2 separate regions of the Mus musculus genome follow, and region 2 is linked to region 1. The links are chromatin contacts, called in public promoter capture Hi-C maps. All regions are on one chromosome and are shown on one strand. Each heading gives the region's core, a stretch centred on a gene start, on an enhancer-like site or on the middle of the called end of the contact. The rest is flanking DNA. Distances are from core to core; before and after follow the strand shown.

Region 1 (2,700 bases), core at 79-2,578:
TTGATCATTGCATGGAGGCTGCAGATTTTTTTGTGTGTGTTTTTTAAATTTTATTTTAAATTTATCATCATCATCATCATCAATGTGTGTGTGTGTGTGTGTGTGTGTGTGTGTAGATAGTATATGTGTCACAGAGGGCATGTATAGGTCAGAGGGTGACTTTGTATAGTCAGTTCTCTCCTTCCAACTTTATGTGGGTCATCAGGCTTCTGTGACATGCACTCTCACTCCTTGAATCATCTTGCTGGCCCATGTGAATGTTACTAAGGGGAGCCCTGGCAGCCCTAGGACAATAGCTGCTCTTGGTCTGCGGTAGCCTGGAGAGCACTGTATAGGAACTCAGTTGCCACTGACCCAGATGATGTCAGATTGCTCTGCCACTTAGGCTTTATTGGGAAAAAGAGGATTTGAGAGGAAAGATACAAAAGATTTTAAATGGTCATTTTGTTTTTTTTTCTCCCCTCCTCTTTTATTGTTGTTAGTTTGTTTTTCTAGACAGGGTTTCTCTGTGTTGCCCTGGCTGTCCTGGAACTCACTCTGTAGACCAGTATGGCCTCAAACTCAAAGAGATCTGCCTCTGCCTCTCTGCCTCTCTGCCTCTCTCTCTGCCTCTCTCTCTGCCTCTCTCTGCCTCTCTCTCTGCCTCTCTGCCTCTCTCTGCCTCTCTGCCTCTCTCTCTGCCTCTCTGCCTCTCTCTCTGCCTCTCTGCCTCTCTGCCTCTCTCTCTGCCTCTCTGCCTCTCTCTGCCTCTCTGCCTCTCTGCTTCTGCCTCTGATGTGGCTGGCGCAGCCTTAATCATGTGGGTGTTGTTAGGCCCGAGGGCCTCTTCCATCCTTGTCAAGGGGAGTGCTAAGCGTCAAGGGGAGTGCTAAGCTTCTCTGTTTTCATTCATTTTTCTCTTTTTTCCCCTCCCCCTCTTATTCAACACTTTTTTCCCCCTTTGAGACAGAGTCTCACACTGTAACCTAAGCTGGCCTCAAACTCAGCAGTCAAGTCTGGGATTTCAGGTGGGTGCCACCATGCATAGCTTCAAGATATCATTTTTGTGTGCCTACAAAGGACTTTGCATTCTTTTGGTGGCAGGGAGAAGGGAGACAGTATCTCTTCACATCGCCCTGGCTATCCCGGAGCTCACTAGGTAGACCAGGCTGGCCTCTGACTTTGTGGCTCAGGAGTTTGCATTCTTAACCAGGACCAGGAGAATGGTGAGATAGGATATGAATCCAGGAAATCAACAATGACCTAAGGAAGTGACATTGAGCCACCTACAGCATGAGGCCCCGAGTAAAGGCTCTCCTACATTATACTTGGAGGACGTCCTCACATCCATGAGATCACCATTCATCACCGTTAAGCATCATTTCCCAGAACTGAGATAAGAGAGGGACTCTCCCTAATTTCTGCAAAGAATTCTGTGTTTCCCAAGTGATTCTCATCTCCATGGCAACACTGCTAGTAAATACCCACTTTCCTAATACTAGCCTCCTCAGGCATTGCAGGCTTCAGACGATCAGCTGGTCACTGATTAAGAAATTGCTATGTGTGGGTACCACATGAAGCAGCTCATACTAATTTTAACTTAACCTGTACCCAGAGACACAGCTTTTATTCTTCCTCTCTAATCAACAAAGAAACAGAAACACAGACAGGTGGGTAACCCACCCAAAGACACACAGCAGAGCCACGATATGATCTCATATATTTCTGGCCCTTTGGCCTAGCACTTATGGGGAGGGCTAAGAAGTATAACCCCAGCTTGGCCAGAGCGGGATGGTTTGGAGACAGCAACCACATCCTTCACCTCCTGCAAGTTCTATTGAGCCTACACCCCTCCTCCTCAAACAGATCTACACCTGGCCTCGGATGGCAGAGCCAACATGATTTCCTATGTTCTACCTTTGGAGGATAGCCAATCCGTCTTCCTGTAATGAGAAGAGCTTATTTAGAGAAAATCCTCCAAAGAAAGAGTCACAGAGAGAGTCTCATCATTTAGGAAAACAAGTGGCTTAGCCAGGAATGGTGGCAATGCCAAGAATCCCAGCATTCAAGAAGCAGAAGCAGGAGAAACCTGAGTTTGAGACTCACCTGGGCTATGCAGAGAGTCCTTCTCTCAAAGAAAGAAAAAGAAAACAGGAAGTGTATAAGTGAATATTTTCTGTATTACATGGAACAATCTGCAGTCAGTATGAGGCTGGGAGAAGCAGTTCAGGGGAATGAACAGACATTCTATAGATCATTTCAGGAAGGAATCCCACTCATCCTGAACACAGGACTTCAAGTTTAAACAGGAAGCTTTGGAGGCAAGGAAAGGGCCAGGAGACAAAGGTAAAAGAAGGTGTCTCTCCCCTAGTGTCAAACTCAGCATTTAGACATACCTCAGGGCACCCAAGGTGAGGCCATGTTTCAGACATGGTTGGGGTCCTCTCATCTTTAAGTGAATTGAAGGTACTAAGGCCAATGGAACCCTTTTCTGAAACCCCACTCCAGAATCCTTGAAGCTGATACCTGTGATGCCATCTAAGGTGCAGGAACCTGATTTGCTTTCTCCACCAATTAAAGAATTAAAAGGCAGGAAAGAGTTTGAAAGTTAAACAAAGCCAAAGTCTATCCAAAGTAAAGCAGCAAGTGCAGAAGCCGACTCTTGTGAAAGGAGGGGATGGAGCCCAAAGGAGTCCTGTTGGGGTGCCAGCTGACACCTGG
Region 2 (2,700 bases), core at 67-2,566, 150 kb after region 1:
TAGGAAAAATAAACAACATGGTCCAACCAGCAAGGTGGGTGGTACACTTGCCTTCCAGGTGCTGAGAAATCTTAGAGAAAAACGAATGGTGTAGGTAGCAAAGTCCTCACAAATTGAGATGCTCAGAGAAATTTAGCAAGAGTGGCAGATGGGATAGATGGATTCATTTAAGTCGAAGTCTATTAAGCAATTTTGGGGACATGTTTGAATGGAACATGTTGGTTTTTTCCTAGCTGCCTCCAGCTAGCTCCCAATGATGGTCCTAGTAGGACACAAGACGTTACACAGCTAAGCCACACCATCGACCCACATATGCTTACATTCACCCAAGGTTCTGCATGGTCCCCTTTTCTAGGCAAGACCAGACCTCAGCTTACTATAAGATCTTCCCAATTTCTAATATGCAGAGCAGATTCCGTTTTCTTGGTGACACATTTTTTCTGAACACTCTTAGCTCATTTCAACTTCCGCCAAGGAACTGGCCCTGCCGTGAAAGTCCATACCCTTGCCACACTGGTCTGGGGTCACTGTACACATGCCTAGCTTCCCTGAAGAGCTAAGCATGATCGTTCTCCAGCTGCAGCTCTGTGAAGACCAGGATGGATCTCCCTCTCTCTCTGACCCTGGGCAACCGGTCCATGAGAAACAATGTTATTTAAAAAGATGCATGGGTGAAGTAATGTCAGGTACAGCGCCTGGCTCATCTAAGATGTCAAGGTCTGAGAAATATTTCCCAAACCACAAGTATTTAAAGTAAGGTAATTCCTTACCCACTGGCACCTTAGTTAGGTAGCAATTCATCCAAACCTGAGAATTATCCATGTCCCATAGAGGCAGGCCCACTCGCGCACACACATCACAGCTGAAAACAAGCCTCCAGAGGTTCCTTCCCCGCCCCCATCCTAATGCAGGTTTTGAGGTTCATGGTGCTGAGTGCCAGGACATTCCAGCCCCACCAGAATACAGCCCAGAATTAAGCAACGCTTCAGTGTGGAGCAGAAGGGCTCCCGGGGACAGCAGTGGTAAGAATGGAAGGATGCTTCACAAATAGAAAAGTTATTGATTACGGGGGTAAGGGTGTCTTTACAGTTTAGGGAATTCCTAGTAAGCAAACAATTCTAAAGAGGTAACAGAAGGTTAAGGTCTCATTTACCAGCCCCTAGGGTCAGAAGAGACATCTCAAAGCGCCACGCGTCTACACACCTGGCAGTCAGGTTCTCCGGTGATGCGAAGTCCTCTGGCCAACCTGCTTGCTCTGTGCAAGTGCTGGGTCTGAGGGAGGGGCTTAGCATCACCCAAGAGCCTTGAGCTCGCTCAGTCTCTGGTGTGCGCGGAGCAAAGTCTCCGCAGTGGCTCTACCAGCTGGGACACACAACCATCGCACAGATCCCCGGGAACGCCAGAGACAAAATGATTTTGGAATTTTGCCTGCTATGAAACCAAGGATGGGATGATCACTCCCCTTGCCCCCACTCACCGGTTTCTCGGAGTTATGTCCATTTCCCCTTTGCTTCTGACTCCTGAAGGCATCTGCGAAGAGACCGGATTCCAAGGCTCACCGAGAGAGGAGACAGGGTGAAGTGGATGGTAGCTGGGAGGTGTACTCTCTAGAGTCCCTGCTCTACCCTGAGGGATAAGGATGGAGGGGTGCAAAACAGCCGATTTCGTTCCCACTAAGCCTCCGGGATCCTTCTGGGACGTCGCATGGTGGGTGACTGGGACTCTGGGAGGAAGAGACTTGCAGCGAGCAAAACTTTCGGTCCTCCAGCGGCGACTGGACGAAAGAACCTGTGCTTCTTCCCGGGGTCGCGCCAGGGTTGCTGGCTGGACAGGGCGGCGGGGCGCAGCATCCTGGCGCGAGGCGACCCTGCCCGGCTGAACCGGCGGCGCACTCAGGCTCTGCTCTCAGCCTGCCGGACTCCGCGCTCTCCCGAGCCCCGCGCACACGGCGCCTCTCTGGCGCCCCCAGCGGCTGCACGCAGCACAGCAGGGCCGGGCAGGGCCGAGCGCGCCCCGCCTCCCGCCTCCTCCGCCGCCCTCCTCCCCCTCTCAGAACACTCAATGTCGGAACGTTCCGAAGATGACGTCGGAGCGTTCTCGAATCCCGTGTCTCTCGGCTGCTGCTGCCGAAGGAACAGGGAAAAAGCAACAAGAAGGAACAGCAATGGCGACACTGCACCGCAAAGTGCCCAGTCCGGAGGCGTTTCTGGGCAAACCCTGGTCCTCCTGGATCGACGCCGCCAAATTACACTGCTCCGACAGTAAGAACCCCACCGCCTGTACCTCCTTTTATTATCCTGTAACCTTTCCATTCACCTAGAGCCACTGGGAAAAAGTGTGTGTGTGAGAGAGAGTGGCCCCCGGCGTCCTCCATGCTTCTCTCTCTCTCTCTAAATAAATACACACAGACACAGACCATCAGAGCACAGAGAGGCCCGGCTGCCAGCAAAGCTGTCTGTCTGTCTGTGCCTGGCTCTCCGGGGCAGGCAGCCTGCGGGGTGGGCTTTCGCAGCCCCACGGTGGTGTCTGTTTAAAAGGCGACTCTGTTGCTGCTTGCATAGTTTTTTTTTTCCTTTCCTTTTTTGGGGGTACCTATCTGGGCCAGGTAGATGGAAAGCCAGACTCGGGAGAAAATGTTGCATTGTCAAATTTTGCAAGATTTTCAGATACAGTATTTAGATCGATCTGTTTGTCAATAAA

What was found. Promoter capture Hi-C pulls out the DNA fragments that hold promoters and counts their contacts.
Region 2: a contact with region 1 is called in a promoter capture Hi-C map of embryonic stem cells. The contact joins the promoter of Atxn7l1 here to the enhancer-like site in region 1. A contact is called at or near these places in 4 of 39 promoter capture datasets (the C10 cell line, embryonic stem cells, hematopoietic stem and progenitor cells and 1 more) and 1 of 9 other capture datasets (liver).

The regions. Positions count from the first base shown.
Region 1 is chr12:32,999,158-33,001,857 of GRCm38.p6, forward strand. All of the region lies in intron 2 of Gm40874 (a long non-coding RNA gene), which reads left to right. It also overlaps the pseudogene Gm24922. Among named protein-coding and RNA genes, the nearest start is that of Gm40874, 4.5 kb to the left of the region's middle. Within about 2 kb of position 1,329, at least 27 of the 459 cell types and tissues checked have an H3K27ac peak or open chromatin away from gene starts, as enhancers often do.
Region 2 is chr12:33,145,655-33,148,354 of GRCm38.p6, forward strand. It overlaps Atxn7l1 (ataxin 7-like 1), which reads left to right and starts at 1,317. Exons shown (of 11, transcript NM_001374022.1): 1 at 1,317-2,261. The coding sequence starts at 2,081. F730043M19Rik (RIKEN cDNA F730043M19 gene) reads right to left here and starts at 1,932. Exons shown (of 6, transcript NR_015602.3): 1 at 1,478-1,932.